Regions from separate parts of the Mus musculus genome. Here regions 2, 3, 4, 5, 6 and 7 are each linked to region 1. Evidence: chromatin contacts called from public HiCAR-type, HiChIP or PLAC-seq and promoter capture Hi-C data. All regions are on one chromosome and are shown on one strand. Each heading gives the region's core, a stretch centred on a gene start, on an enhancer-like site or on the middle of the called end of the contact. The rest is flanking DNA. Distances are from core to core; before and after follow the strand shown.

The links. Promoter capture Hi-C pulls out the DNA fragments that hold promoters and counts their contacts. HiCAR-type assays count read pairs that join an accessible place to other places. HiChIP or PLAC-seq counts read pairs in DNA pulled down with a chosen protein or histone mark. Capture Hi-C pulls out chosen DNA fragments and counts their contacts.
Region 2: a promoter capture Hi-C map of liver shows a contact between it and region 1, with 2.4 times the contacts expected there. The contact joins the promoter of Tmco3 here to the promoter of Erich1 in region 1. A contact is called at or near these places in 3 of 484 Hi-C or Micro-C datasets (CD4 T cells, CD8 T cells and embryonic stem cells), 1 of 115 datasets of contacts at active chromatin or transcription factors (memory CD8 T cells) and 2 of 9 other capture datasets (adipose tissue and liver).
Region 3: a contact with region 1 is called in a promoter capture Hi-C map of pre-B cells, with 2.0 times the contacts expected there. The contact joins the promoter of Kbtbd11 here to the promoter of Erich1 in region 1. A contact is called at or near these places in 4 of 39 promoter capture datasets (cranial neural crest, hippocampal neurons, liver and 1 more), 1 of 484 Hi-C or Micro-C datasets (embryonic stem cells) and 3 of 115 datasets of contacts at active chromatin or transcription factors (astrocytes, embryonic stem cells and thymic regulatory T cells).
Region 4: a contact with region 1 is called in a promoter capture Hi-C map of hippocampal neurons, with 3 times the contacts expected there. The contact joins the enhancer-like site here to the promoter of Erich1 in region 1. A contact is called at or near these places in 4 of 39 promoter capture datasets (cranial neural crest, embryonic stem cells, frontonasal cranial neural crest and 1 more) and 2 of 115 datasets of contacts at active chromatin or transcription factors (embryonic stem cells and regulatory T cell precursor).
Region 5: a contact with region 1 is called in an H3K4me3 HiChIP or PLAC-seq map of stem cell-derived neural progenitor cells, with 4 times the contacts expected there. The contact joins the enhancer-like site here to the promoter of Erich1 in region 1. A contact is called at or near these places in 1 of 39 promoter capture datasets (hippocampal neurons) and 5 of 115 datasets of contacts at active chromatin or transcription factors (astrocytes, embryonic stem cells, large pre-B cells and 2 more).
Region 6: a contact with region 1 is called in a HiCAR-type map of fibro-adipogenic progenitors, with 8 times the contacts expected there. The contact joins the enhancer-like site here to the promoter of Erich1 in region 1. A contact is called at or near these places in 5 of 39 promoter capture datasets (the 3T3-L1 cell line, liver, maxillary cranial neural crest and 2 more), 2 of 115 datasets of contacts at active chromatin or transcription factors (embryonic stem cells and fibro-adipogenic progenitors) and 1 of 9 other capture datasets (embryonic stem cells).
Region 7: a contact with region 1 is called in a promoter capture Hi-C map of hippocampal neurons, with 6 times the contacts expected there. The contact joins the promoter of BB014433 here to the promoter of Erich1 in region 1. A contact is called at or near these places in 15 of 39 promoter capture datasets (the 3T3-L1 cell line, 3T3-L1-derived adipocytes, the SN4741 cell line and 10 more), 1 of 15 datasets of contacts at CTCF or cohesin (large pre-B cells), 5 of 484 Hi-C or Micro-C datasets (CD8 T cells, Th1 cells, embryonic stem cells and 1 more) and 8 of 115 datasets of contacts at active chromatin or transcription factors (astrocytes, embryonic forebrain and embryonic stem cells).

Annotation. Positions count from the first base shown.
Region 1 is chr8:14,088,025-14,091,692 of GRCm38.p6, forward strand. It overlaps Erich1 (glutamate rich 1), which reads right to left and starts at 2,303. Exons shown (of 6, transcript NM_001034862.2): 1 at 2,217-2,303. The coding sequence starts at 2,238.
Region 2 is chr8:13,285,995-13,289,442 of GRCm38.p6, forward strand. Tmco3 (transmembrane and coiled-coil domains 3) reads left to right here and starts at 2,019. Exons shown (of 13, transcript NM_172282.2): 1 at 2,019-2,393. It overlaps Dcun1d2 (DCN1, defective in cullin neddylation 1, domain containing 2 (S. cerevisiae)), which reads right to left and starts at 2,132. Exons shown (of 7, transcript NM_001024504.2): 1 at 1,810-2,132. The coding sequence starts at 1,812.
Region 3 is chr8:15,008,929-15,012,436 of GRCm38.p6, forward strand. It overlaps Kbtbd11 (kelch repeat and BTB (POZ) domain containing 11), which reads left to right and starts at 2,097. Exons shown (of 2, transcript NM_029116.2): 1 at 2,097-2,386. It overlaps 5830468F06Rik (a long non-coding RNA gene), which reads right to left. Exons shown (of 2, transcript XR_003947516.1): 2 at 1,803-3,508.
Region 4 is chr8:14,966,565-14,970,329 of GRCm38.p6, forward strand. All of the region lies in intron 18 of Arhgef10 (Rho guanine nucleotide exchange factor (GEF) 10), which reads left to right. Among named protein-coding and RNA genes, the nearest start is that of Gm16350, 7.2 kb to the left of the region's middle. Within about 2 kb of position 1,632, at least 73 of the 459 cell types and tissues checked have an H3K27ac peak or open chromatin away from gene starts, as enhancers often do. A contact at or near this core is called in hippocampal neurons and regulatory T cell precursor, where this site is marked.
Region 5 is chr8:14,983,978-14,987,857 of GRCm38.p6, forward strand. All of the region lies in intron 26 of Arhgef10 (Rho guanine nucleotide exchange factor (GEF) 10), which reads left to right. Among named protein-coding and RNA genes, the nearest start is that of Gm35149, 11 kb to the right of the region's middle. Within about 2 kb of position 2,219, at least 95 of the 459 cell types and tissues checked have an H3K27ac peak or open chromatin away from gene starts, as enhancers often do. A contact at or near this core is called in thymic regulatory T cells, where this site is marked.
Region 6 is chr8:15,071,060-15,074,583 of GRCm38.p6, forward strand. All of the region lies in intron 6 of Myom2 (myomesin 2), which reads left to right. Among named protein-coding and RNA genes, the nearest start is that of Myom2, 15 kb to the left of the region's middle. Within about 2 kb of position 1,957, at least 61 of the 459 cell types and tissues checked have an H3K27ac peak or open chromatin away from gene starts, as enhancers often do. A contact at or near this core is called in fibro-adipogenic progenitors, where this site is marked.
Region 7 is chr8:15,043,571-15,047,527 of GRCm38.p6, forward strand. BB014433 (expressed sequence BB014433) reads right to left here and starts at 2,508. Exons shown (of 2, transcript NR_037972.1): 1 at 2,397-2,508.

The DNA of each region.
Region 1 (3,668 bases), core at 1,053-3,552:
AGAGAGAGCAAAGAGTACTCCTGGACCAGGTGGGCTGGTCCTGTTCCAGACTATAATGGAAGCTTCGTCAACTGCTCAGCGTACAGCACTGCCTTCTCACCCAGACAGACTGAGCTAAGAAATGGCAGCTGCCACCCACGAGGCAAGTCTGTAAGCAGCACTTAGAAACTGAGGCCATGAGATAGATTATGATTTTTGTACCAAGAATTCTACTTTTCCAGTTCATTGTTTTTCAATCAGACAAATTTGGGGTTCGACATAAAGACGCAGTGACTGGAAAAGATGTTCTGGACCAACGGTTCTTAACCTATAGGTTGGGACCCCAAAAGGGGTCGCCTAAGACTATGAGAAAAAACAGATACTTACATTGTGATTCACAACAGTAGCAACATTTCAGTTCTGAAATAGCAACAAAGTAACATGGTTGGGGGTCACTACCACCTGAGAAACTGTATTAAAGGGCCACAGCATCAGGAAGGTTGAGAACCACTTATTTTCACGTGTGGGTTCTGTGGCTCTACAGATGGGAAGGCTATCAAAGAAAAACTGCTGCTCACATTTCCTTACTACCCCTGTCCTGTGGACTCAAACTTTCTGGGCTGGGGCTTTAGGGTGGAACGTTATACTATTTATAATATTTTTCAGGTCCTTGGTATTTCTCTTTGTCCTTCAAACACGAAGTCTTCTCCCTACACATCTGCTGCTCTTTCTCTGCAGGCAAACAAAGGAACTTGCTGCCTCGTTCTGCATGACATCATGTGGGTAACCAGATCAGTCAGGTTCTTCCTTTAGGCCTCCTTCTGTGGTCTCCTCTAGCCATAGCAGTGTTAACGCTGCCCAATCCAGACACTGCGGCTGGCCTGAAGCTCTGATCTAGGTCTCTTTCGGTATCTTATTCATTACCAAGCTGAGTCTTTCCTAGAAACCTTTCTTCCCATCTCTCTCATGCTTTCCCTCCCTCCTCCATCCCCATATAACCACCATGAGGCATCCTAGCTGGCCTTCTCAGGCTTAAATGCCTACTTCCAGGTTTATGTTTTGGGTTCACAAGCCCCACTCTTTGGAAAACACAGTATCCTTCAACTATTTACATTTTACCTGATAATTCTGTCATATAGTCTCTTCAACAGAAAAAGAGACTGTTTTCAGAGAGTAGTTTAGTGTCTGATTAAAACGACCAAAAGCTTTCCTGCATTTTACCTTAATTTACTGAGGTTAAAAAGAGTCTTAAAGTTGGCGAGGTGCTTTATAGATGATATAATTCCTTGCATTTAATGCCAAGTTTTGAAGCATCTCGAACATAGAAGGGAATTCAAGAAGAGAAAGCACAGGGTGTGGCGTCAACCCAGGAAACAGCTGAACCTATAAAGTGTTTGTATCCTCTTCCTTGCAAGGATTAGAAAAAGGTTTTGCTGCTCAGTAAAGAACACTTATGTTCATCTTGAAACACAACATCAGATCAGACTGTTTTGAAAGGGTTATATCTGTCCTTTCTGATCCCTGAGATCATCTTACTTCCAACCCCCCCCCCCGCCCCACCCCCATAAAGTTTGATGAAACTTAAGTCACTGAGGCTGAAGTGGAAAGTCGCTAGTTAAGGATGGGGACTATACTAATTTGTTCATGGTTTTCTTGCTTGCAGAGAAATTAGTTTCCTGCTTTTTAAGCAGATACTTATTAACTATATACAGTTGCCACTAGCCGTCTCCTCCACCTCCCTCCCATTTCACAAGAGAGAAGCATGTTTTAAACACAGAAAAGTCTCATATTCTCTACTCCTATCACATGAACTGCACTTCAGGACCTCAGGGTACTAACCCAGAGATGACTGCAGGCCTGGCTGCCCTAGGTAAAGGCAATCCTCCAGACTCTAGGTCTTGTGTCCTCCACCCACCACCCCAATCCCCATCCCCACGCGCCAGCTCCGCCCCAGCAAAGAAGATCCCAGAGTCCGGTGAGGCCTCTGCTCCACTAGTGTGGTCCAGGGAGAACGAAGGCCCCTAAAAGCTGCGACAGCGCCAGACCCAGCCAGCAGGAAGGGGAAGCCACCACAAGAAGGGTACCTCAGGGCCCAGCATGTCCCATCTTGCCCTAGACACTCAAGGTCCCTGTAGCCCCTACGATCCCTCAGTGCTCAGGGCCATCAGCCTACCACGTCCGCCACCCCTGGGTATCTCGGATCCAGTCTCCGTTCGCGTTCCGCGCTTCCTGCCTACCCTGCTTCCGAAGAGAAGACATACTGGACCCCAGCCGGGATCTCTGGCCCCAGCCGCCACCAGTCGCGCGGCGCTTCCGGATTCCTCTCGTGTAGGCCCGCCCACAATATTAGGAGTGCCTAATCCGGACCCGAATTCCCCGCCGCTGGATGTCAATCATCCATATTCGGGGGCGGATTGGTTCGTATGCGGCCCGGGCGTGGCTTAAACTCTGCCTCTAGGAGCCTGGCTCTGGAGCCTGCGCGGAAGGCAGACGGCCTGAAAGCTCTGCTCCTGTGGTTTGCGGTTTGCCCCTGTGATGGACGTGGGCCAAGACACAGCTGGGGACAGTACCGGCTCTGCACACTTGCGGAACTTGGAGTGCAAGCTGGAGAAAGGTTGCTGAGGAGAGAAGGAAGGTCTGGAGGCTTGAAGCAAGGCAAGGTTCCCCAGACACCTGCAATCCGTTCCGCGCGCCCCTCACCACGTCTGCCAGTTGTACCGCTGCACGGCTGGAGATGCTCCCATCTGTTTCGCGTCTACGAATCCCTCTCATTGTGTCGTCTTCCACTTTGCTTTTAGACCAGCTGTGTTACCGCGCTGGAGCCCTTGTTCCCTGTTGACATTGAGTCTTCACCCTTGAACTGCGTCTTCAGAAACATGACTGCCAAGTTCCTACATGGTCTGCAAGCTGGTGGTAACGTTCATGAAAGGTCAGATAGAGGAGCATGACCAAGAAGACTGTAAGGACCATATTCCAAAGAGATGGGCTCTTTGAAGGGAAATAATGCAGGAGCAAATGATTTGGGTTTCATCTTTGAGAAGATGAAAGAGGAAGACCTGATGTTATGAAGAGAATGCTCAAAACATTTTTAGAGCCTATCTAACGCAGGTTTGGATCTGGAAGGAGAGAAGGCGCGCGGTTGTTGCTATTGCAGGACTCTCTGGAACACTCACTCGGACATCAGTGAGAGTAGAAGCGAAGAGATGTCGCAGATGGACTCAAGCCAGGGTTGCTCCTGAAAGGCTTGGTTGGGCTCCAGTCTGTTGTTTGCGTTTTATACTCTAAAACCACAAGGTGGGGTGGGCAAGCAAGCGAAATTTTACAGATGCCTAAGAGGCAGTCAGCAGGTTGTTAAGGGTAACATAGCCCAATGTTTCTGCTATTTCTCCAGGTCGTTATGTTCCAAGTAGCCAGTAAAGACATGCTTGTCAAATAAGCAGGACAAGCAGTGCTTTGAATAAGTCATGAAATGAATCAATAAATCAGTATTTAATAATAGGTCTCTGCTGCTTTCTTCTACTTTACTGGTAAAGATCATGGAAGAAGCAACTTCAAACGGAGATGTGTAAAATTGATGCATTGAGCTTCGAAGTGAAATGACCCAATGTAAATGTCAAGGAAGTGGCTTCTGTCTCTCGGTTAAAAGGAGGTTGTAGCAGATGAAGCAAAAGTCCATTGCTAGCCCATTG
Region 2 (3,448 bases), core at 769-3,268, 800 kb before region 1:
CTGGCCCCAAAATGAAAAAATCCTCAACTAACACTGGACAGTCCAGTTGACCTCAAGAATTGGTATAGGCTTGCCTGGCCTGGAACTTGCTATATAGACCAGGATGACCTTGAATCTAGATTACTGCCTGACCCTGACTTCCAAGTGCTGGGAGTAAAAGTATGTGTCAGGAATGGAACTCAGATCCTCTGGAAAACAAGCAATTGGTGCTGAGCCAACAATTCAGGCTGGAGTGGCAGATTTTACTTTACGCTTTTGGTCAATTAAATTGCAATAAAATATTACACTTAGAAAAAAGACCATCAAGAAGAGACTAGCAGAACTCCTTCAGGGACAACCTTTTAGGGGGACATTCTCTGCCTAACAGTTCCAATGACTTATCTGCATCAATTTCAGATGTTTCAAAACTAAATTTACAGTAGACTGCTGCTAGAAGTGCCCGTAGCCACTGATTTATGTTTTCATAGTCTCCCACAGAGCTCAACACAGTTCCTCACATACAACAGCAGCTGTTTAGAATTGTTTCAGCAGGTGACAATCAGTAAAGAGATACAGGACAAGTGGACCTTCCAAACAACAGAAGCTGGTACGAAAAGTTTCATACACTTTATGTTATCTTGTGAAGAATAACACACAACCTAGGCACAAGAGTGCTCCCATATAAGATTTTAGAAAGCATCTGTAAAATGTCCTTCCACAGACACTTAGCAAAATACCTCCTCTTATGGTCAATTTCAAAGGGCTCATAGGACAAACATTTGCTCAAACAGATTTGCGGCCCACTACAGATTGACTGTGCTTTGCCATGTGCAAGCCTGGAAATGAGGGCATCAAGTCCAAGTGTTCCCAAATCTTGAGCCTCCCAACATTTCCTTCCCCAGTGACGTTCCTGTCCAAGAGCGCAGGTGAGTGGCTTGGCCGCTGAAGTCTGCTAGCAGCTGGTCAGAGGAGTCTTTCTGCAGCTCTTCTCCATTATTTCTTGATTTCTAGGTTCAAACCTTTTAGTTTTCCAGCCTCGTCCTTCTCGGTATTGGTTCCATCCCCTCTTCCCTCCCCAGGGTTCGGTCCTCAGTTCCCCTGTTTCCTCTACGCAAACCAAGCCAAGCCGACATCTCTCCCAGGACAGAGACAAAACTTGTCTTCCTCGGCTCCCATTCGCTTGCATCCTCTCGGAGCAAGGCTACCCCGAGACCCAAGGAATGGGACTGTCAGGCGTCCTCCCGCGGTCCAGGCCTTTGCACGGCTCTACTAGGCAAACCCTCCTCTACCTCCAGGGCGTCCAGTCGGTCCCTCCCCGCCTCCAGGATTCCCAGCCTGATCTCAGGAAGAGAGCGGGCGAGTAGGGGATATCCTCGCCGCGGCGAGAGCTGAGCGGATCGCAAACCATGCTAACCCCGCGGAGCCTTGCGCACCACCTTCCGGGGATCGCGTCCTTCCACCTCTTCCACAAACCTCCCCGGGCTGACGGCTTCAAAGCTCTGCCAGCTCCGCCCCAATCGGCGTCACTGTCCACTCAGAAGCGGGACGGCTCCGCCCAGCAGGCAGGTTGTCACCCGTCGCACAGCCCCGTCCCGCCCTCCGGTCCGGTCAGCACCCAGCTGACCCGGCGCCGCTGCCCTCCCCGGAGATCCAACTGGGCTCCTCACACCCCTCTTCACACCATGCTACTCCAAGTCAACCGCGCCCTCCCTCAACACCACGACGGGCACGCCCGGCCTCTCGGTTCGGTTATCCTAATGCCGCCACAGAGAGGTGACCTCCGCGCCCGGCTCTGGCCCGCACCTGCAGAGCGCAAAGCTAGCCACCTACCATGCTCCCCAAGGCTGCCGAAGCGACTTCAATTTTCTGCGCAAGCGCACGCCGCTCTTCCTCTGCGCAGGCGATTGCCGCGGCGGCTAGCAGCAGGCGCTCTGCGCAGGCGCAGTGTTCGAACGCTCCCTTCAGGTGACTGGGGGGGCTCGCTCCGTCTTCGGCTCTCCGCGTGCAGCGTGGACAGGCGCCCCTCAGCTCCGAGGCACAGCGTTTGGGTCACATCGTAACCTCTCTCGGAGGCTGTTGCTGTTCTGAGGCTCTTAGGCTTACGCACTCTCTGGAAGCTGGCTGGCCGGCCGGCTCCCGGGACTCCAGTTCCCGGCGTGCATCGCGCCGCGCGAAGGACGACGGAGCTGTCCATCGGCAGCCTGCTTAAAGGAGCCGCACCTACTTTCCAGCTGCGCGTCAGAAGCGCCTGAAGTAAGAAGAGGGCGGTGCCGTCCTCGGTGTCCTGGTCCCGAGGCCAGGAAAGAGATGAGGGCAATTCTTTGGCGGCCCTGAGGTTCGCTGCGTCGGGGAACTCTCGATCGGGGACAGTGATGCTGAGGTCGCATGTCCAGAGAGCGGCCTCCTCCATCGGGGTAAGCTCTGCAGCTGCGGGACTTCTGTCCTGAGATGCGCTCCACCGGGGTCCTCATCCGGGTTGCTCAATCCTGGCGACTCCTACCCGGGGCTCCTTCTTGGTTTGTCTCTTCCAAAGGGGATCCTTCCTAGGAGACTGCCTTTGTCTACTTTCCAGGGGGTGGAGGGTCTTTTCCTAGAAGTTCTTTCGGGGTATGGGGGAAGACAACCGTTTCCAAGACTTCACCTAAACTCGGAGGTTCAGCTCCCCGAGCCTCCCGTTTTTTTGTTCTTCCCTGTAATTTTTTGTAGTCTCTCTGTCCCGCCCCGTGAGGCTGCCCGCAGACAGCCTCTTCTTAAAGATAAACCTGGAAAGACGCCCCAAGATTGTCTCTTTCAATAAGGGATGTGGGTGCCCTGCAACACTTGACTTAAGCTTATACAGCCAGGGAGGTTGGCAGAGTCAACAATCAAACCAAGATGGTTTACACATTAATTTCTTAATTTAGGTGGTAAAACCAATCAAGTAAGTTGAAAGTGACAGGGAAGGTCACTCTGGCCCAGTGGGTTTAACCTCTCGTTTATTTATTGTCAGCATCCATCTCATCTTCCTGGGGTGCAATGTAGATTTGCTTACTTACCAGAGAAGTGTTTGCTACTGATGAAAGGGCCTCTTTCTTCATAGATCTTTTTCTCCTCCTTGGCTTCCCTAACTAAAAAAAGAACAAGCAGCTGGCTAGTGAGTAGGCTCTGTGTCTCCTCTCTTTGTGGATTTAAGTTGGCACCTCCTGAACAAATAAAGTAGCTATTTGAACAGCCCTTTGGGCACCACCAAGAAGCCATGGTTCATTGGTTCTAAGTCATATAGGCTGTTTGCTCTGCCTCTGTTTGACTTATCTTCCTTTGGTGCATGGCATCTTATTCCTCTTCTGTATTATATTCTCTATTTCTTTTTCCAAAGTAGTTTCAAGGATTGGCCGGCTACTGAAGTGCTTCATCTTTGGCAGCTACCTGTTATGTTCATGTGGGTACAGGTGCTCTTTTAAAATGTACTTTAGAGTTAAAATAGGCTTTG
Region 3 (3,508 bases), core at 847-3,346, 920 kb after region 1:
CCAGGCAGCTCAGCCACCATATCTAAGACGCATCTGAAAGAATCCACATGCAGATTGGTGGCGGCGTTTCTAGGAGTGGCCTGGTCAGACAAGGCTGGTACTTAAGGGAGTCCCATGGGGACAACTTCCCTCTTACACAGCATGGATTGGATTTTGAAATGAACCAACAAACATCTAATTATTTATTCTTAATGCCGAAAAGCTGGAAGTACTTAGAGTAACTGGCTCCATTCCTGACAGTCATTGGAATTTAATTGCTTGGGGGAGGGGGTAGCAGTGCAGAACATGAAGTCTTACGGGCTTTAAAAAATCCTGGGGACTGTCTGGTCTGGCATCTGTGAGCAAACAACACCCAGGATCCCCACAGGAGCCAACTAAAGCGCTTAAGAGTAGGAACGAGGTGTGACATGGGTATGACCTACAGGCAGGCAACCTTCCTTTTATACTTCACAAGGCTGCGTGCAGGAAAGATCAACCATAAAGGCACAGACGGAGAGAGCTGAGAGCTCTCAGGGCAATGGTAGAATCGGGGGAACGCCCTCCCTGGAGAAAGATGGCTCCACTACCCACTGCACAGCATACATCCTTCCATCTGACTTGGGTACTGTCAGGGAGACAGGTTGAGCATCTTGTCCCTGTCAGGTTTGAGAGGGATGACTGCATTCAGGGTGTCGTCTGCGTGCTGCTGCTGGCTCTCTCCCAGCCTGTTGCTCTGACCTGGACCTGGTCGGTTTTACCCAGCACTAAGGGTGTGAAAGGCTCAGTCAGTGCCACACCTGTTCACACCTGTCTCTGGGAGATAGCCACGGTGATGCATCTCAAGTCTGCAGTACGGTCCGGTTCTTCCTGAGGCAGGAGGATTCGATGGCACACTCCCTCCGCGATTACAGTCCTGGTCAGTTTCAGGACCTCATGAAGCATGAAGAATTTCCAACTAATTACCACACCTCTGGCAAATTTCAATGACGTCACTGAAATAGAGTCTATAAATGTGTAAGTGGGGAAACACATGGCAGGTAACCCCCAAACACCCCCTCTACGAGACACCAGAAGGTTATTTTTAATTACTTCCTTTACTTTTTTTTTTTCATCCTTTCAGAAAATTTCCATGAACAGCCTACTTAGTGTATAGCTTTGTAAAAATCCCTGTTGGAATGGGGTTGGGGTAGGTCTGTAAATGGTACCCAGCCCAGTGTGGGAGCTGGTCCACCCAGCATCCAGAGCCAGGATGATGGAGGCTGGGCACGTGGAGAAAGCCCTGAGGCCGCATCCTGGTCACCTTTCTGCCTTTTCTCCACCCACGTGTAAATGGAGACACACTAAGAGACCTTGAGAGTTACCTATTTGAGGACAAACTGAAATTAACATAATGAAAATGAAAATGATCTCAGCCTGTTTCTATTGTAACCAACAGGAACGGAAGGAAGGAGTCATTCCAGCAGTTTGCAGCTTTCTGCCCTGGTTGATGCCTGGCTACTGAACAAGAAGCGTTTTTACAGCTTTGGTGTTGAACTCAGAAAGGCTGGTGGTATAAATTGGCCAAGAATATCAAAGCAGAGTAGAGAGCAAATGTTCACATCCTCTGTTCACAGAAATCTGGCCATCGGTAATTTGCATAAAGCTGTTAAAAGAAGCATTTATCCCAGGATCAACCCTGATTTGACACACACTCCTTATGTTACCCGAGGCTGCCCACACAAGAGGAGAAGGCCAGTCTAGACACCAAGAAATGTCCACCAACTGGTTGGTCAGCTTCACTATACAGAACTTTCTTAAGATTCTAGACTCTATCAGGATGTGGGCAACAGATTTTTAATTACTATGTGTGGGATCGCTTCTTACAGATGCTCAGCGGGACCCAGGATGTAATGCTGGAGGTCAAACAGCCAAGAGCGCCCTAGGTAGGGCAAAGCTCGCGGCAGACACCTGTTCCTGGTGCTTTTTGGGGTTGGGAAGGGCTCAACAGGTCATGCCCGCGGGGTGCAGCAGCGGGGTCTCTTTACTGGAGGTGCTCTGTGCGCCACGGTGCTGCTGTCAAGGCTGGAGGCTACCAAGAGCGAGCTCCCAGCTTCTGCTCACTTGGTCTGGAATGGGTTAAGTGCGGAGGCGCAGGAGCTGTTGCGGGCAGGCGCCGGGCACCGCGCACACTAGATCCACGGAGGGCTAGCTCAGCTGCAGCCTCTGCCGGAAGACCCCCAAGCCGTAGGTGGCAGGCGGGGACAGCGAGGTGCACGCGCGCCCCGGCCGTGGGCGGCCTCCCAGCTCGCGCTCCCTCCAAGTGCAGGGCATACTCAGTCGCTGCCAACCCGGAGGTTGGCACGCGTGCGGAGGAGCCCGGCGCGTTCCCGGCATCGGGAAAGCGCACAGAATCGCAGCGCTCGCACAGGTGCGTGGAAGGTTCGCTCGCCCCGGGGGCGCTCACACAGGTGCGCGTGAATGGTCGCGTGCGCATGCGCGTCACACACCCCACGCCCCCCGGCCAGGCTGCGCGTCCTGGGCTCGGGTGGGTTTGCAGGGGTGGAGGGAGAGCGGCGAGCTGCGAGCGGTGAGGTAGGGGCCCGGGCGCGGCCTGCGGGACTCCTGGAGGATGGAGGGCCTTGTGGGTGGTAGGCAGGGACGCTGCTCTTGGAGGGAAGTGGGGACTGGGGGTTCGGAGGACCGGATTGATCCAAGAAAAAAAGCACCGGGCGTGGCGTGGGAGGACGACAGGCGACAGTGAGTCGCCTGCACGGGCCCCTCCCTGGCATGGGTCTGGCCGCTCCCCTCCTGCTGCCTGTGACACTGGGTTCTTTATGGGGGGGGGGGTGCAGCTCAGGGACTGGGCGCTAGCTAGCTCGGAAAGTGGACATGATTTGGCGGACCCGGACGGGGACCCCCTAGGCAGACTCTTGACGCCACGGGTAGTCTGCGGGACGCGTGGGCCACGCACAGCTACAGTATTCGTTCGGGGAGCCTCGGCTCGTAGAGCCAGACAGTGGGTCAGGGATGCCTGGTGGCCTGCGCGGGTACGTGCCTGACAGCACGGTGGGGAGGGGATGGAAGGAGGAAAGCGCGCTGCATTTAAATTAGGATTGAGTGCGCGGTTCGCCTTCATCCTGGGAAGAGGCTGGGAGTGGAGCCCAAGCCTTCCTGGAACCTTGCCAGCCCCGCTGTGCGGCTGGGACAACCCCTTCCAGGGCAGCCAACCCCCTCCAGGGCGGTGGGGGCAGGTCCTGCCGAGTTCCTCTCGGTTGGCCCTCTGCACCTGTAGCATTAGACCGGAGAGTTTTCACTCCAACATTATTTAGCTTTCCTAAAGAAGCACTTCTTTCCCCAGCCTGCTACAGTCTAGTCCAGGGATAGAAAGAATGAGCTCTTTTCCCTCCTCTAGCTCCACTCGGGAGCTTATCTTGAAGTTCCCAGCATCTTTCAACACCGAGTGACTAGTCCTTGGTTCCCCGTGGGTTCCCAGCACCCTACTCCTAACCACTGAATTACTCAGTCTCTAATTAGTAACCCTCACCGCTGT
Region 4 (3,765 bases), core at 382-2,881, 880 kb after region 1:
CCTGCTGCTGATATTGGTGGAGTGCCATGCCCTTTGAGGTGGTGACTTGGTGGGCATGTGACTTCATCTGTTAATGTCTCCCTTGATTAGCCTTTCCTCATCCCCCCGCTTTACAGCATGCCTTACAGATGGGATCCGCAGGACGAATTAAGGGCCCTGCCATCCCCAGGGGGCATTTCAGTTTAATGATGTGGTATTGTTGTTCATGTTTATTTATTATGAGCCTGTGATGAACCAAGTGCTGGGTCCTGCGAGCTGCCAGTGAATGTGGCACAGGCCAGGCTATCCTGAAGAAATTTAGGAGCAGACCTTCTGATGCACAGACAGTGTGCACTGTGTAGCACATCCCATAATGGAGATAAAGGGGAGACTGTGTTCTCAGAAACAGTGTCTTTTAAGAACTGTCTTCCGGAAGGACAGAGGGTTCTGCAGATTGAGGTGGGCACCCTGACTCACCCTTGCATGTGTGCCCTTGGCTGGTGACCCATTTGCAGCTGTACTGGCCTGGGTACTCCTGAAGGAGCCATGGTTGCGGGGTGACTGCAGAAGTCCAGCCAGCCAGCCCTGGGGTCCATGGGAGACTAGCCCTGGGTTGCCCCTTCTGTCTTAGGAACACGGAACTGGAGAAGGCCCCTGCTATCTCTTGTTGCTTGAGATGCAGTGAGTCCCGCATCTGAGAGGCATACACAGCAGGGATGACTAAATCCTTTTTTTTTTTTTTTTTTTGGGTTTTCGAGACAGGGTTTCTCTGTGTAGCCCTGGCTGTCCTGGAACTCACTTTGTAGACTAGGCTGGCCTGGAACTCAGAAATCCACCTGCCTCTGCCTCCCGAGTGCTGGGATTAAAGGCGTGCGCCACCACGCCCGGCCTGGGCTGTGTGAGTGGCATGACTCCCAGGCTGTCCGTACTCCCTTGCTGAGGTTTAATGGAATGCCAGCTATATCTGAAGTGTCAAAGGTGGTGCTTCGATGTTGTCCACGTGTAAAGCAAAGTGCACAGAGCAGCCAAGTTGGTTAGGCAGCCATTATCACAGACAGGAAAATTTTACTCTTCTACGTCTTGAGGGTTAGGCATTTAGGACATGTTGCTGGGTCAGGTGGCTCAGCAGGTACTGATCACCAAGCCTGACTGGCCTGCGCTTGCTCTCTGCTGCTCACATGGTGGAAGAGAGAATCCATCCCTTCAAGTTGTCTTGTGTGCATGCCGACCTCAGTAATGGGCATCTTTCTGCACTTGAGAGGTTTGCTACTGCTGCTGCAGACTCTGTCTAACAGTAGATACTGGGAAGGGGCTGGACTGGGTGTGTCTAGATCCACCTCACAGCAGGGGCAGCCTGTCTTTAGGATCCAATGAGCCGCCCTCCAGTCAGTCACACCAGCAGCAGGCTGAACTGGTAATCAGAGGTCCCCGAGTCTCCCCTGTGCTTCCTTTAGAGTTTTGGCCTCTGTGTGTTCTTTCCCCTTCCCTGGGTGGGGCCTGTTATCTCAGGATGTTTCGAGAAGCTGGGTAGAAGTTCTTGTTCCCATTGAAATCGTACGACTTTTGTGTTGTTTTGAACGACTGTAACATTCAGCTCTGGAAGCTTGGTCTGCTGTTTTGTGTTGGAGGCAGAACGTGGGTGTCACTGCCTAGCAACCAGTGCTGAGGAAGGGTGAGGCTGTGCCAGCAGAAGCAGCAAGGAGCTGCCCCGACACAGCTCCAAGCACCCAGAAAGCAGGCTTCAGATGGAGGCAGGGCATGAACGTTAGTCGTTAGTCGTATTGGGTTTCCACGATGGACTTTGCCTACAGAGAGGGGCCTGGGAACCAGTGGCCTGGGCTCCTGTGGGGACCCATGGGTTGGGTTAAGCATTCGGATCTCCTGAAATGACTTTGGAAAGTGTGTACTTTCCTGAGGGCAGTTTAAAGTGTTTTACTGACTTTTCAGGCTGTAGCTCATGGTTGGGAAGAGAAAGATGGTGAGCCATCTGTTGGGTAAGCTGCCCCTGTGCACGCTGGTCACAGACCCAAGAGGTGGGTCCTCATTTTCTGTGTCAGATGGTTATCTGTATTGGCTTACCTAGCACATGGTCCATAGGTGGCCTGGGGACTCAGGTGATGTAGGATCCCACTTGTCTTTCTGGTGGTCCCCATCAAAATAAGAACACACCCCCTGGTGTTACATCTGCATTCTTGCTGTATTTAACATACCCATGTCAGATGATATGATAATTTGACATCTGAACCCAAAACACAATGATTGAACAAGATCCCTAGTGTTTCTGTCTCCTAGAAAATTGTTTTTCAACTTGCGATTAACACGTGATAATTAGAAATGTTTGTGGGGCACAGAGTGACATTTCGGTCCTGACAGAACACATCCTGACTGATCTGAGTACTTAATGCCACCACCTCCTTGCCATTCCTCTGCATCTGGAGCTTCGTGTCACCTCTCTTCCAGCTATCCACTGGTTGCTGTAAACTGTAGTCAGTTACACTGCCTAGCGCTTTGTCTGCACCTATCTGGAGCCCCCTCTTCAGTCTCCTCTCCTCTCCCCACTCCCAGCTGCTGGAGTAACTATTCCACATACGGACCCTCGTCTTGCCTTTCTCACATGGTGTTTATCTTCCTGGGTCTGACTTATTTCATTTAGCACAGTGTACTCCGGTGCCATCCAGTTTGCCACAGATGGCAGGACTCAATGCTCTGTTACTGGGTGTAATTTTCCATTGTGTGTACCACATTCTCATTGTCAGCTCTGTCTGCTGATGGACACTGCAGTTGATTCTGTGTCAGGCGCTTGTGACAAGGGCTGGAATCAGCACAGGTGTGCCTGACACCCCCACATCCCCCCATTTATTCCCTGAGATACAGGCTTGGGTCGGATAGCCGGAGCATGTGGAGTGTTTGTTCAGGGTTTTCTGCAAAGCCTCCCTACTGTTCTCTGAGGGTGGCTCTAAGATCCCCATGAGCACCAAGTGATAATTCCCCTTTCTCTGAGTTCTTGCCTGTATTTGCTATTTTGTTTTTGATGATAGCCATTCTCACTGGTATGAGGTGAGGTTTGATGTGGCTTTTCCACAGTGCACATGGACTTATTGGGCATTTGTGTGTCTTACTCTTAGACATGTCTGTTCAGATTATTCGCCTGTTTTTAGTCGGGTTTCAATAGAGATGGCAGATGCTGGCCCTTTGTCACATGTTAACTCGCAGGTCAGGCATTCTTACGACTTCCAAGGCTCATCAGCCAATTGCTCCTTTTGCTGTGTAGAAACGGCTCAGTTTGATACAATGCCATTCTCCGGACCTTGATTTGTTGCCTCACCCCACACAGAAGCCAGATGGGAACCCTGGATTTTGCTCTCAGCAAGCAGCCAGGTATCAGACGCTTTAACCCAGGGAAGGGGACCTTTGAGGAGGCGAGGACAGGGACACAGCCTGGAGCTGGTTGCTCTATCAGAGGACAGCAATTCCTCCCAGTTCCTGATGGCTCTTGGGAGATGGAGAAACTCAGAGGGAGTGCTGTGAAGAAATGTTTGCCCTGAGATAAGCTTGGTGGCTGCTGCAGGAGGCAGCACCTGGGAGCCTGTTCCTACTGGCACTGACTGTTTTCCTCCACGCCAGCTCCTGCATTCCCAGATTTACAACCCACCCCTGGTAGAAGAGCTTCAGCCTGGGTATGGGAAACTCTCTGCCCCTGACACCCCTCAGCCAGCGTCTGGGACAGTCAGTGGTTCAGTTTCCAGACTTGGCGAGGGTCACGTCGGCATCTCCCACACTCCCTGA
Region 5 (3,880 bases), core at 969-3,468, 900 kb after region 1:
GCAGGAACCGGTCGGGCATTCTGGGGCTATGTGCAAAACGTAGACACTTATCGCCTGTGCTTAGAAAGACAATATTACCTAGAAAATTCAACCAGCCATTTCCTAACCACACCTCTGGGGCATAGTTGCTCTGTGTCTACCTGCTGTCTTTTTTGTTGTTGTTTATTTGTTTTGTTTTGTTTTGTTTTGTTTTTGTTCTTCGAGAGAAGGTTTCTCTGTATAGCCCTGGCTGTCCTGGAACTCACTTTATAGACCAGGCTGGCCTCGAACTCAGAAATCCACCTGCCTCTGCCTCCCAAGTGCTTAATTAAAGGCTTGCGCCACCACGCCCAGCACTTACCTGCTGTCTTAAGTCAGCATTCCATTGCTGTGAAGAGACACCAGGACTCCAGCAGTAAAGGCAGTTGGCTTACAGTTTCAGAAGTTCCATCTATTATCAAGGCAGGAAGCATGGCGGCATATGGGTAGACATGGTGCTGGAGAAGGATAAACTTTATTTTTAGAGCCACGTTAGGTTCTTGGCAAAACTGAGCCGAAAGTTGAGAGACTGTACCACGTCTCTACCCCCACGCACACCCCTTTCCCGCCCCTCCCCATCTCATGCGTGTTTCCATCCACAGACCAGAATTGATGTGTCCTTGCTGTTCAGTCCGCTGTGTACACTGGTCTCCAGTCACAAGGTGGTCCTGACGATCATTGACTGGTGCCACTCCAGCAGCATGCACGACATCCATCCCCTCTCTAAAACCCTCTGTCCGGCACTGGCTTGTTCCTCTTTCCCAGTGTGGGTAACCTCAGACCTTTTAGGCTCTGTGTTTTAGAATGTCAAGGGAATGGTAATTGGAAGTTTCCAAGACAGGGGTGGAGCTAGTTAGACGCAGGCGCACTACACAGCATTGAAGGCAGTGCGCAGGCCTGTCAGTCAAAGGAGAAAAGGGGTCCGCACAGCACGCCTGCAGCATAGTGCTGCATCCACTGCCTACGGTCAGGTCTCCCGTTCCACGTCCCAGTCTGTGTGTTTGCAGTTCACAGATGTATAGACTGTGTATCTTTCACTGCGCCATTGGTATTTTCTAGCCATATCTTACACTACTTATTATACCGATTGCTCATGCCCAGTTACCCCATCTGTCTTAAACCATCTTTCACCCAGCCCTGTCCCTATGTAAGCTCAGGTCACACTGTTTTGGTTTTGTTTCTGTTTTTATTCTATGGGGTGGGGTAGTTTAACCTGATGGTTCAGCACTCTCCTGCTCGCAGCTTCAGTGTCACACTGCCATCACCATTGGCCTCGGAGAACATTTGTAGGTCATCTTCCGTGGGGTTTACCAGCTCACCAGAGCAGGGCTTCAGGCCGTTCTGCTAAGAGTTTACACGTCACACTTTTAGACATTGTTTGGACATCTATTTCAGGACATGCCTTGGTGGCGTGTGCTGTCCCCCTCGGGGAGAGAGTGATGCAGAGAACTCTGGTGGTTTTCCTGTTGAGAGTAGAATCCAGGGCCCAATGCTTGTTTAACACCCCACCGTTTAACCAGGCTTTTGCCGCAAGAGCTGCAAACTGTAGTATGTGTGACTGACACAGATATCATCCGTGAAGACACTGCCTAAGGCCTGCAGACTCCCTAGGGCAGTGCAGTTTGCAGAAGCTGAGGCTCTGCCTGTAGCAGGATGTTTCTACCCGGGCAGAGGAGCAGACAGCTGTGCTAAGTTTCCTGGGCAGACCCAGGTTCAAAACATCCTCCCCAGGATGGCAGTGAGATAGCGTCACTCACGCCCAGGCTGAGCCTCAACTGAAGATCCTAATGCCTCAGCCCTAGTGCTGGGCTACCCCGGCGTCTGTTTTTTCTGATTCATGTATGAGCGGCTTCTCTGTGTTCCCAAGGCCCAGCCTGCCAGCTAGCCACAGGAGAGGCAGGAGGAGACCTGTGCAAGCATCTCCTCCCGTAGTTTCCTGGTAACTTCGGTTACTCTTACATCCACCTGTGAGTCACTGCTGTTGTAAGAACCTCCCTTCAAGCACAGAGCGAGCCCTACCAAGTCACAGGTACCATGGCAACTTCCTGGGATTTTTGTTACAGCTCTTGCCGGCACCAGTGACATCATTCAAGTTCCTAGAAAGTCCCAAGAACCTACGTAGACATGCTCCACAGGGCAGATCTGACGACTAGCAGTCCTCACCTCGTTGGTTCTGTGTCTAAACTAGCCCAGCTGAGTGTCACAGGATGCTCATCTAAGTCAGGGGCTGCTTTGTTGGTGATGGGAAACGCCCACCACATCCAGCACAGCACACTGGAGCCCAGCGGAACCCCAGCTGCCCTGTTTCATCAGGATGAAATCTTGCTTAAAGAAATATCCAAGAGCCAGAGTAGTGATTTGTTAGTTTTATACTGAGACATAGTAACACTATCTTAAGATGTTTTTCCCCAAATGGCAACATTATATCCTCCTCCTCCTCTTCCTCCTCTTCCTCACCATCATCACTGTTATTCATATTACTATAGTAAACTAAAACCAAAAGTGCTAGGGGATGCTCTCTGCAGCCTTCCTCTGAAAGCAACCAAGATAAGGTAGCATTCCCTGCCTGCTTTATTATGCCACACGCTGTAGAGAGGCTCAGTGCTGGAGATTTCCAAGGCTCAGCGAGTAGAGCATTCAGATCCAAGTACCAGTCCCCTCTGTGCAATATTTTAGCCCCAAAATAACTAGACACATTTATAGAGAGAAGCAAAACCTGCTTTTCTGGGAAAACGAGATTCATGCTGTTCCTGTTTTGTGGGCAGCCACAGCTGAGATGTGGGTGCAGCCCGGGATCTCAACCCGTGTTCACCCAGCTGGGGCGGGGGTGCTGCTGCTGGGGGGAGCCAGCTGCCTTCCTGCACAGACTGTGAGCCTACGGCTAAGCCTGGGTCGTGCAGGGTGGGGAGCACTGGGAGCCATTAGGGAGGAGGCCCTGAGGGCGAGGCATCCTCACAGCTGCTGCAGGGCTGAACAGGAAGGCTCATAGGCCAGGGCATCCTGGGTCTGGGGTCTCTAACCTGGCAGCCTGGGTCAGAATGCCTCCCAAAGGACAGGTCTGCCTCCTGCCAAGCATGAGGGCGGTTCCTATGCTGACTGTCACGTAGGGAGGAACTCTATTCTCTACATGTTATTTCTGTGAGTGTGTGTGTGTGTGTGTGTGTGCACGTGCAGGTGCTCACAAAGGCCAAAAAGGGTGTTAGACCCTCTGCAGCTGAAGTTACGGGCCCCTGTGAGCAACCAAACTTGGGAGCTTAGGAGGCAAACTTTGGTTGTCTGCAAGAGTGGTATGTGATCTTAATCCTTGAGCGTCTCTCCAGCCCCTTGCCATCTTTTCTCTTTCCCAGCTGCGTGTTAGCTTTCCTTCTTACCTTTGAGTGTGTGTGTGTGTGTGTGTGTGTGTGTGTGTTTAAAAATCTAATCTCAAAAAACTAATACCAGTCTAAAGCAATCTAAGTTTATGAACAGGCTGGTGTTCTGGGGTTCCAGTAGATGCTAACTTCCCAGCTGTTTTCCTAGAGCCATGGGGCACAGTTATGGCATCATTACTGGAGAAGCTTAACTGAAGGCTGCTTTCCTTGCTCTTGAGTTTCCACCATTTATGGTGCTTTTTACTAGACTCAGGTGGATAGAAGAAAAGGGATAAAGGGACAGACAGGATGAACAGCCAGGACAAGAATACAGCAACCCCGAAGTAGTCTTCAGCCACGGTCATCCTGTGACAGTTAACAGAGCAGCACCGGCCAGGGCTCCACCCATCCATCCCCGCATCCCTGTGACCTCTGAGGCATGCTCAGAAACTGTTTCGCAGGGAGGGAAGGAACAGGCCCTGGGCCTGTGTCCCTGCTTTCAAACAGGACAC
Region 6 (3,524 bases), core at 707-3,206, 980 kb after region 1:
TTATGGATTGGGTTTTGTAGAAGAAGAAATGATTCTGACATTTGTTCCGGATGGCAAGGTAGAATCATTGCATGATGGCTACAGTGGAGAAGTATGCCCAGCCCCTAGCAGATCTGGAGCAGGACACCAGGGCCAAGAAGAGGGTGTGGTCTGCGGGGAGAAAGTCAAAGCAGAAAGTTTCCGGGGGAGGGGTTATAGATGAACATGCCCAGCAGTATTTTTAATTAACTAACTAATTAATTAATTTTTATTCACTCTACATCCCATTTGCAGGCCCCACCTCTTTTCCTCCCAGTCCTTCCCTCACAACCCCCTCTCCCATTACCGACTTCTCCTAAGAGAATGAGAACTGCCCCCCACCCCCTTGGGCACCACTCCATCCTGGGATGTCAAGTCTCAGCAGGAGGCTGTGGTGACCAGCCATTCCCTGATGAAGATGGATGCGGGGCTCCACTAGGAGGGAGGGAGGGTCACGTGACTGTGCTGTGCTCTTGAGGTTTTACTCCCACCACGAGCCTGCTTTGACTGGAAGCCTTTTGTCAGGTCCTGATCCTGCAGCTGAGGTGGAATTCCTCTGTCTGTTTCTCAGTTTTTCTTCCTCTTCCTATCTGCTTCCTTTTGACTCCTGCTTCTCTGTGGGGCAGACAGCCCCTTCCCTGAGCTCATTCTGGTGGCCTAAGGACAGCTTAGTGCTGTTCAGAGCCCCCACGGGACTGTGGGCCCCTCCCCTTTCTGTGTAAGTGCCACACCTCCACAGCTGTCCAGTCTCTACCAAGCTGGAAGCCCCATCCCCTGATAAGAGCAGACTCCTAGCCTCACAGCTGGTTGGTTTCTCCTGTCGTCCATTGAGAGCCAACTGAGTGCCTGGTGCTGTTTTGGTGATGTGGTACGTGGGTAGCCACCAAAACTGGACTTGCTCTCTGGTGTCCAGGAGGTGTCTCCCATTGAGCAAAGGTGAATAACAGGCAGGTGAGGGGAGAACTGGGTCTAGGGTGATAGGTCATGGAAAAACGGGGACAGGGGAAATCTTTCTTGGAAAGAGTTTTCAAGGTGAAAGGATAGTGGGTGGGAACTGGGTGTCTGAGTGAAGACTCTCCAACAGTCTCTTGAGGTGCACAGGTGCTGGGGATGAAAGGGAAAGGAGAAATGGAGACTACAGATAGGCCTGTAGACTAGGGAACCTGCAGAACAGGGAGGATGCTAGCTTAGCCGAAGCTAACAGGGGTCTTAGAAGCTAAGGTGAGCAGACAGGATCCCCGCTGACTTGCAGTGGGAGGACCCCAAGGTGACCAGTGTCAAGCTCACACTGAAACTCAAGAATAAGGAACCAGATGTGGAGTAGGGAATGAGTGGGATCCAGAAGATGTGCGGGTACTCGTGTCCCTGGTGGAAGCATTACAGCTCAGGGAGAAGCCAGTCGGGTGGGCAGACTCCAGGGCCCAGGAGCTCTGTGGACAGTAGTTCTTCCCTTGACACCAGGGATCAGTGGGCAGTCAGCCAGTGCCAGCTTCCTCACGGACAACACTGATGTCAGAGTGTCTGATCCCTGAAGTAGGTGCGCTCTGACCGGCAGGTCTGGGAAGCTTAGATTTGAATGAGCATAAAGACTGTCACACCCTGACCCAATGTTGGCAGTATTCAGACTTTACATCCAGAATAACACTGGCTTTAAACAGTAAAGAAACACCCAGAATGAACTAAGCTGTTTGGCCCTGGCAGGCCATGATGGAATGATCCAGAAACCCAGGTCTCTTGACTTACACTTGCCAAGACCAGCAGATCCCTTCATTTCCTTCTTCTCCCTCCTGGGCCCTTCTTAGCAGATGAAGAGAATTTCATATTCTCCAGGAAAAGAGCATTGGGAAACCCCACAAATGATAGCTCAGCTCAGCTGTTCATTCCAAAGTGCTGAGCTACGGATCATCTGATCCGGGGTGTGTCTGGGGTGCGGAATGCCTTGCCCTTCTCTCTAGCTGGCCATGGAATGAGCTTTTCCTTGCATTCTGAGGTGACATTTACTACTATGACTACACTCTGGCTCCTGCAGCTGAGTTCTGACGACACTTAAAAGCAATTTGGCTCCTGGGTGCTATCTGAACTTTAACTTGCAGTCTGTACCGCGGTACAAATACTCACACATTTTTATCTCACTACCCATAAGGAGAATCTCCACCTCCCCCCAACACCCCCTCCATCACCACAAAAGGATATTTTTGTCCTCTTAATCTGAGGGGCATTTAGAACAGTCTGTCCCATTTCTTGTTAGTGACATGGCTATCATGTACTTTTTGCTGAATGCTTTCATGACTAAACTTTTCTTTCTTTTTTTTAAAAGAAAAAAACCCTTTCATTTTTTAATATTTATTAATTTATTTTATGTATATGAGTACACTGTAGCTGTCTCCAGACACACCAGAAGAGGGCATCAGATCTCATTACAGATGGTTGTGAGCCATCATGTGGTTGCTGGGATTTGAACTCAGGACCTCTGGAAGAGGAGTTGGTGCTCTTAACCACTAAGCCATCTCTCCAGCCCCATGACTAAACTTTTCTTATGCTCCTTTCTGACTATGGTATGTAAAGTCTGAAGAGTTCAATTCTGAGTCTGATTTCTACTTACCATCCATCTACCACCAATGAGGAAATCACTTATGATGCTGTCTGCCCATCTTTAGAGAAGATAAAATTGCATTAATTCTCACAGGAAGTCCTGTTGAGACGTTTTTTTGCACTGAGACTCTGAGAGGCAAAGGTGCCCCCATGGAAGTAAAAATCAAGACCAAAAAAAAAAAAAGTCCTTCTATTCTGGGAACCCATCCCAACAGAAAGTAAAACCTCTCAAGTTCTCTCAGCATGAAGCAAAGGCTAGATTTAGAATCTGGGTTTGCTGAACACTGCCTGCGAGGCCCCGGGGAGCAGAAGGGACGGAAGGTCCACCTGGGACATGCTGAGGACTGGGTTCAGAGTTCACTGCCTCCAAGTTAGCCTCCGGTGAAATCAGAGTTTGGTGCAGTTCCCAGAGCCACTCGGATGTCCTCTCTGCTTCCCATTCTGTCCCTGCCCTAGGCACCCTGTCTCCTACAATCCTACCACACGCAGAGGGAGAAGAATATTCCAGCGCTCACTTCCATATGTGGATGGGTAATCATTTACTATGTACACGCATACCACTGTTTCAATGTTTTTGTATAGTACAAAACACCCACGAGTGCAATGAACAAGACAAAACAAGATCCTAGTTCTAACCTGTACTCTGCCCACCCAAAAGTGCCCTGGATGCTCCCAATTCTAAAGAACAAGTGGCAGGTCATGGGTTTCTTTACTGATGGAAAGCACTGTGACTCGCCTGCAGAGGAAGAAGCACTTTCTCCCATCAGACCTCCCCCTAACTCCTGCCATTGTGCCCTAGCTCAGGGCTAGAAGTGCTAATGGGTGAACGGAGGAGCTAATCGGCGCTAATGCCTTAGGTGGCGCTGCCCCATCTTCATGTCTCAGTCAGCCCAGGGCAAGCTGGGAGTTGAGGA
Region 7 (3,957 bases), core at 1,258-3,757, 960 kb after region 1:
AACACAGTGCAGGTCATGGCAATGACGTGCACTCGGATGACACGTGTTTCTGTCCGTGATAATTCCATGATGTCCCCAGTGTGTGCCTGCTTCTGTGTAAGTCCCATGTTCTATGTTGATGGGCTGAGTCTGTGCAGCAAGGGCCCTATCGGTCTTGTAATCAACAGGGCTTTACACACTTTGGGAAATCCCAGCTATCATGCCAGAATTATTCACGACTAGTTAATTCATGGATTTGTGTCTAAGCATGCACCATGTAAAAGTTGGAAGACTGGGAAAGTCGGTGCTTGGGGGCTACATCTTCCTTCAGTTACTCAGTTCCACGCAAGCCTCTGGTTCAGGATCAGTCTCCTGGGTCAGGTCCTGTCCCCACCACACCATGGACCCAATTACTTTGTCCTACATGGTATGACTGACTCAGGGCAGTGGGCATTGTGGACATAGTGTGACTTCTGTGCTGTGAACACTTTCATGCCTCAGGACCCCAGGAATCCTGTTGAGTGTGTGATCCTGGAGGCCATACCCAATGTGGGACCCCTGTAATGGTTCCCACTCACAACTCCTTCCATACCAGATGTGGGACCCCTGCGATGGTTCCCACTCACAACTCCTTCCATACCAGATGTGGGACCCCTGTGATGGTTCCCACTCACAACTCCTTCCATACCAGATGTAGGACCCCTGCGATGGTTCCCACTCACAACTCCTTCCATACCCGATGTGGGACCCCTGCGATGGTTCCCACTCACAATTCCTTCCATACCAGATGTGGGACCCCTGCGATGGTTCCCACTCACAACTCCTTCCATACCAGATGTGGGACCCCTGCGATGGTTCCCATTCACAGCTCCCTTCTCTCCCAGTTCCCCGTGTGTGCTTACAGATGAGTTTTCAAATATAAGAATATCTTATGCAAAGGCATCATTTGACATCTATCACATCTACTAAGCATAAAACTGTAAGTTATTGTAACCAAATGGAGTCACTCATCTATTTAATAACTGTTTATTAATAGATATAACAAGGAGGTTATATATAATATATGATATATGAGATAATATAACATATAACATAGAATATATAATATAATTGATATAATATATAACATAGTATAACATATAATATATAATATATCTTTGATACTCGACTGGTGATCAGATCACAGGAAACCTCAAGTGGCAGAGGCAAGCGGTGAAGCAGGCACCATCACAGGCAAGTTCCTATATTAACTCAGCCTTCAGAAGGTTTATGTCACATGCCCAGCATGCTACCTGGCTCCTATGTGCCCTATCTATAAACCAGAGCATGCCCAGAAATACATCTACATCTTTCTTTCTGAATGATAACCTTAAATTGAGCATGCGCAGGAGTTCAACTCAGCATTAACTAAGCACGTTCAGGATGGGGCCCCCTCTCCACTGCATAGGTGTTGTTGGCTTGCCGAACAGCTCCAGGCACTTCCCCAGAGGAAGGCATTGGATGCTTTGGAAATGGTTGCCTGCCCTTCCCTTCCTGCTGCAGGTAATATATCTTTCTACTTCATTTCATGCTGGCATTTGCTTTGACTTTGTATTCACCAAGATGTAGAACCATTGCATTGGCTACAGAACCAGAATTTTGTCCAGAAAACCCTTTCAGGATGTTTATCCCCAAATGGCCCACTCAGCCTTGGGTGGCATTTCCCTTGATAGTCTGTGACCAAGGAAGATGGTTTCAAGATGCTAGACATAATTCATTTTGTTTATAGAAATTATCCCTTGCCCACAATCATGACTTTCTGGGGTATACCTGTTCCCACAATAGCCCATTCAGCTCTCAATATCAATGTCCTGAAGACTGTCTGTCTGTCTGAATGTCTCTGATTATTATTTAGGTCAAGAGCATCAAGTATGTTATCCTTGCCACTGGTGTATCTGTGCACCCTTTCCTTACGAGGACTCTGTCTGCAAACAGCAACCCATCCTGTCCTACACAGTACAGGGCCTAGGTGCATAAGAATACAGGAAAAGCCAAGGGAGTTGTTCACACCTTGGTCCAGTGAAGAGACATGTCTGTGGGTATCCTGGAGGCTAAACTTGGTAGACTTGGGTTTCCAGGAGCTGCAGGTGAGGGTGCTGCTGGTTCTGTGTGGGTCAGTTTCCACATCTGCAGTAATGGGAAGTTCTTTACCATCTTTAGAATCACTTTGTCTTTCTGGGTTTATACGAGACCCATGGCAGAGAGATGAGTAGATTTTACGAGCATGTCACATGAGCGGTGACATGATAAAAATGTATTCGTATTTAAGTAGCGCTAACAGGTATGGGTCAACTACTTCAGCACAGAATTCTGCTTCTGGGAAAGTCTAGAGACAGTGGGTTTCTTTGGTTGTTTCTTACCAGCAGGCTTGAGCTCACCCTCAATTTGTAGTTCATGGTGTTCTTAGCATGGCTCCGCAGAGGGCTGTGCCAACAGATCTTGGCTCCGTAGAGGGGTGCGTCAACAGGGCACGGGAATGTTGGGTTCAACAAAGAAGTCATCGCCCAGAACCTTCCTTCTATTAGAACCTGGAATTTATGTTTGTTCCCAGGGTCAGCACTGCATTCTTTCCCCATGGTTTCCAAGGCTTCGGAAGCCTTTGTTCCCACGTCTAGGTTCACGTAGAGCAAGGCTGTTCCATCTCGAAAGCCCCGTTGGCTTCTCACTGTCTCTCAGTGTCCTTGGGTGGACCTCCACAGCTCACGTGACTCCACACCCCACAGCTTCCTGACTCTGAAGTCCTGTCATGGGACAAACTCACATCAGATGCAGGGTGCTGAATGGGTTTTAAAGTGTGTATGGAGTCCTCCCTCTCCCGCAGATATCAGAGTGGTCATAGTACAAGTCTGGGCTCTTATCATCATAAAGGATACTTTATATGACAGGGCTAGGGACATCTCAGATTGAAGCGACTTTGGGACCCATTTGGGAGTGACAATCCAGGCCTGGGTGTTTGTAGATCATCTCTTACTGTAACAGGCCCCCAGAGCTTAGTACATCCTAAGACCTTAGGACATCTGATGTCATGTTAGAGACATTATCGTGACCTTAAAACTGGGTATGTAGGCCCCAATGCCTGCCAGAATGGGTACTAAGACCAAATCCACCAAAAACCTATGCCAGCCCATAGTACAGGACCTGGGAAAGTTCCTAAATATACCAACCTTGCTTTTTGGCATCTGTTGTTGTCTTCTTGCTAACCAAAGCTTGACAACCAGGATGTAATTTTTGTGCACGCTGACAAAGAACTGTAGGGCTCAGGGCTCCACGGTTTAGGTCTACTGGCCAGTGAAGAATTTCTATTGGCTTGAAGGGACCCTGTGTTCTTTGGAGGAGTTACCTCCTAATACTTAGCCTACACTCCCTATACCACCCTACATTCTTTGTGCCAGAAGAAAACAAGCTACTCATAATTAAAACCTCCTCTGCAGCTGGGATTAGCAAGTAGACAAACTAGGCAGCTCTCAACAGGAAAAATAAAAGGTTTCTAAGGTTTTTCTTGGTCTTGTTTGTACAGTCCTCTAAAAATCATAGAAACAGTGCTGCCTATCATGCCCCAGGATGTGTCAGACACAATTACTGTGACTTGCCAGCCCCGGGGTCAGGAGTAATGGAACTTTATTCCACATTAAAAAGGATTATGGGTAACAACACTCAAGTTCCAGACTTTTCTTTTTTTCTTTCTTTTGCACACTATTGTTGAGCTCTTCTTGAAAAGAGCTCACAGCCAGGAGAGTGCCCAGGGAAGAAAAGATTTCTGGTGGCTGGTGTGCCCTCTTGTGAACAAAGGTGATACTGCAGTAGTGGCCATTAAGAGGGAAGAGGGAGAGAAGGGCTCTTTGGGCTGTGCTAGGATCATTCATGATTTTTTGAAAATAATTTGCTCAATTGCTCGAAGTTAGTGAGTATGTCAGATCCTTGCTGGTGAGTGAAAACACT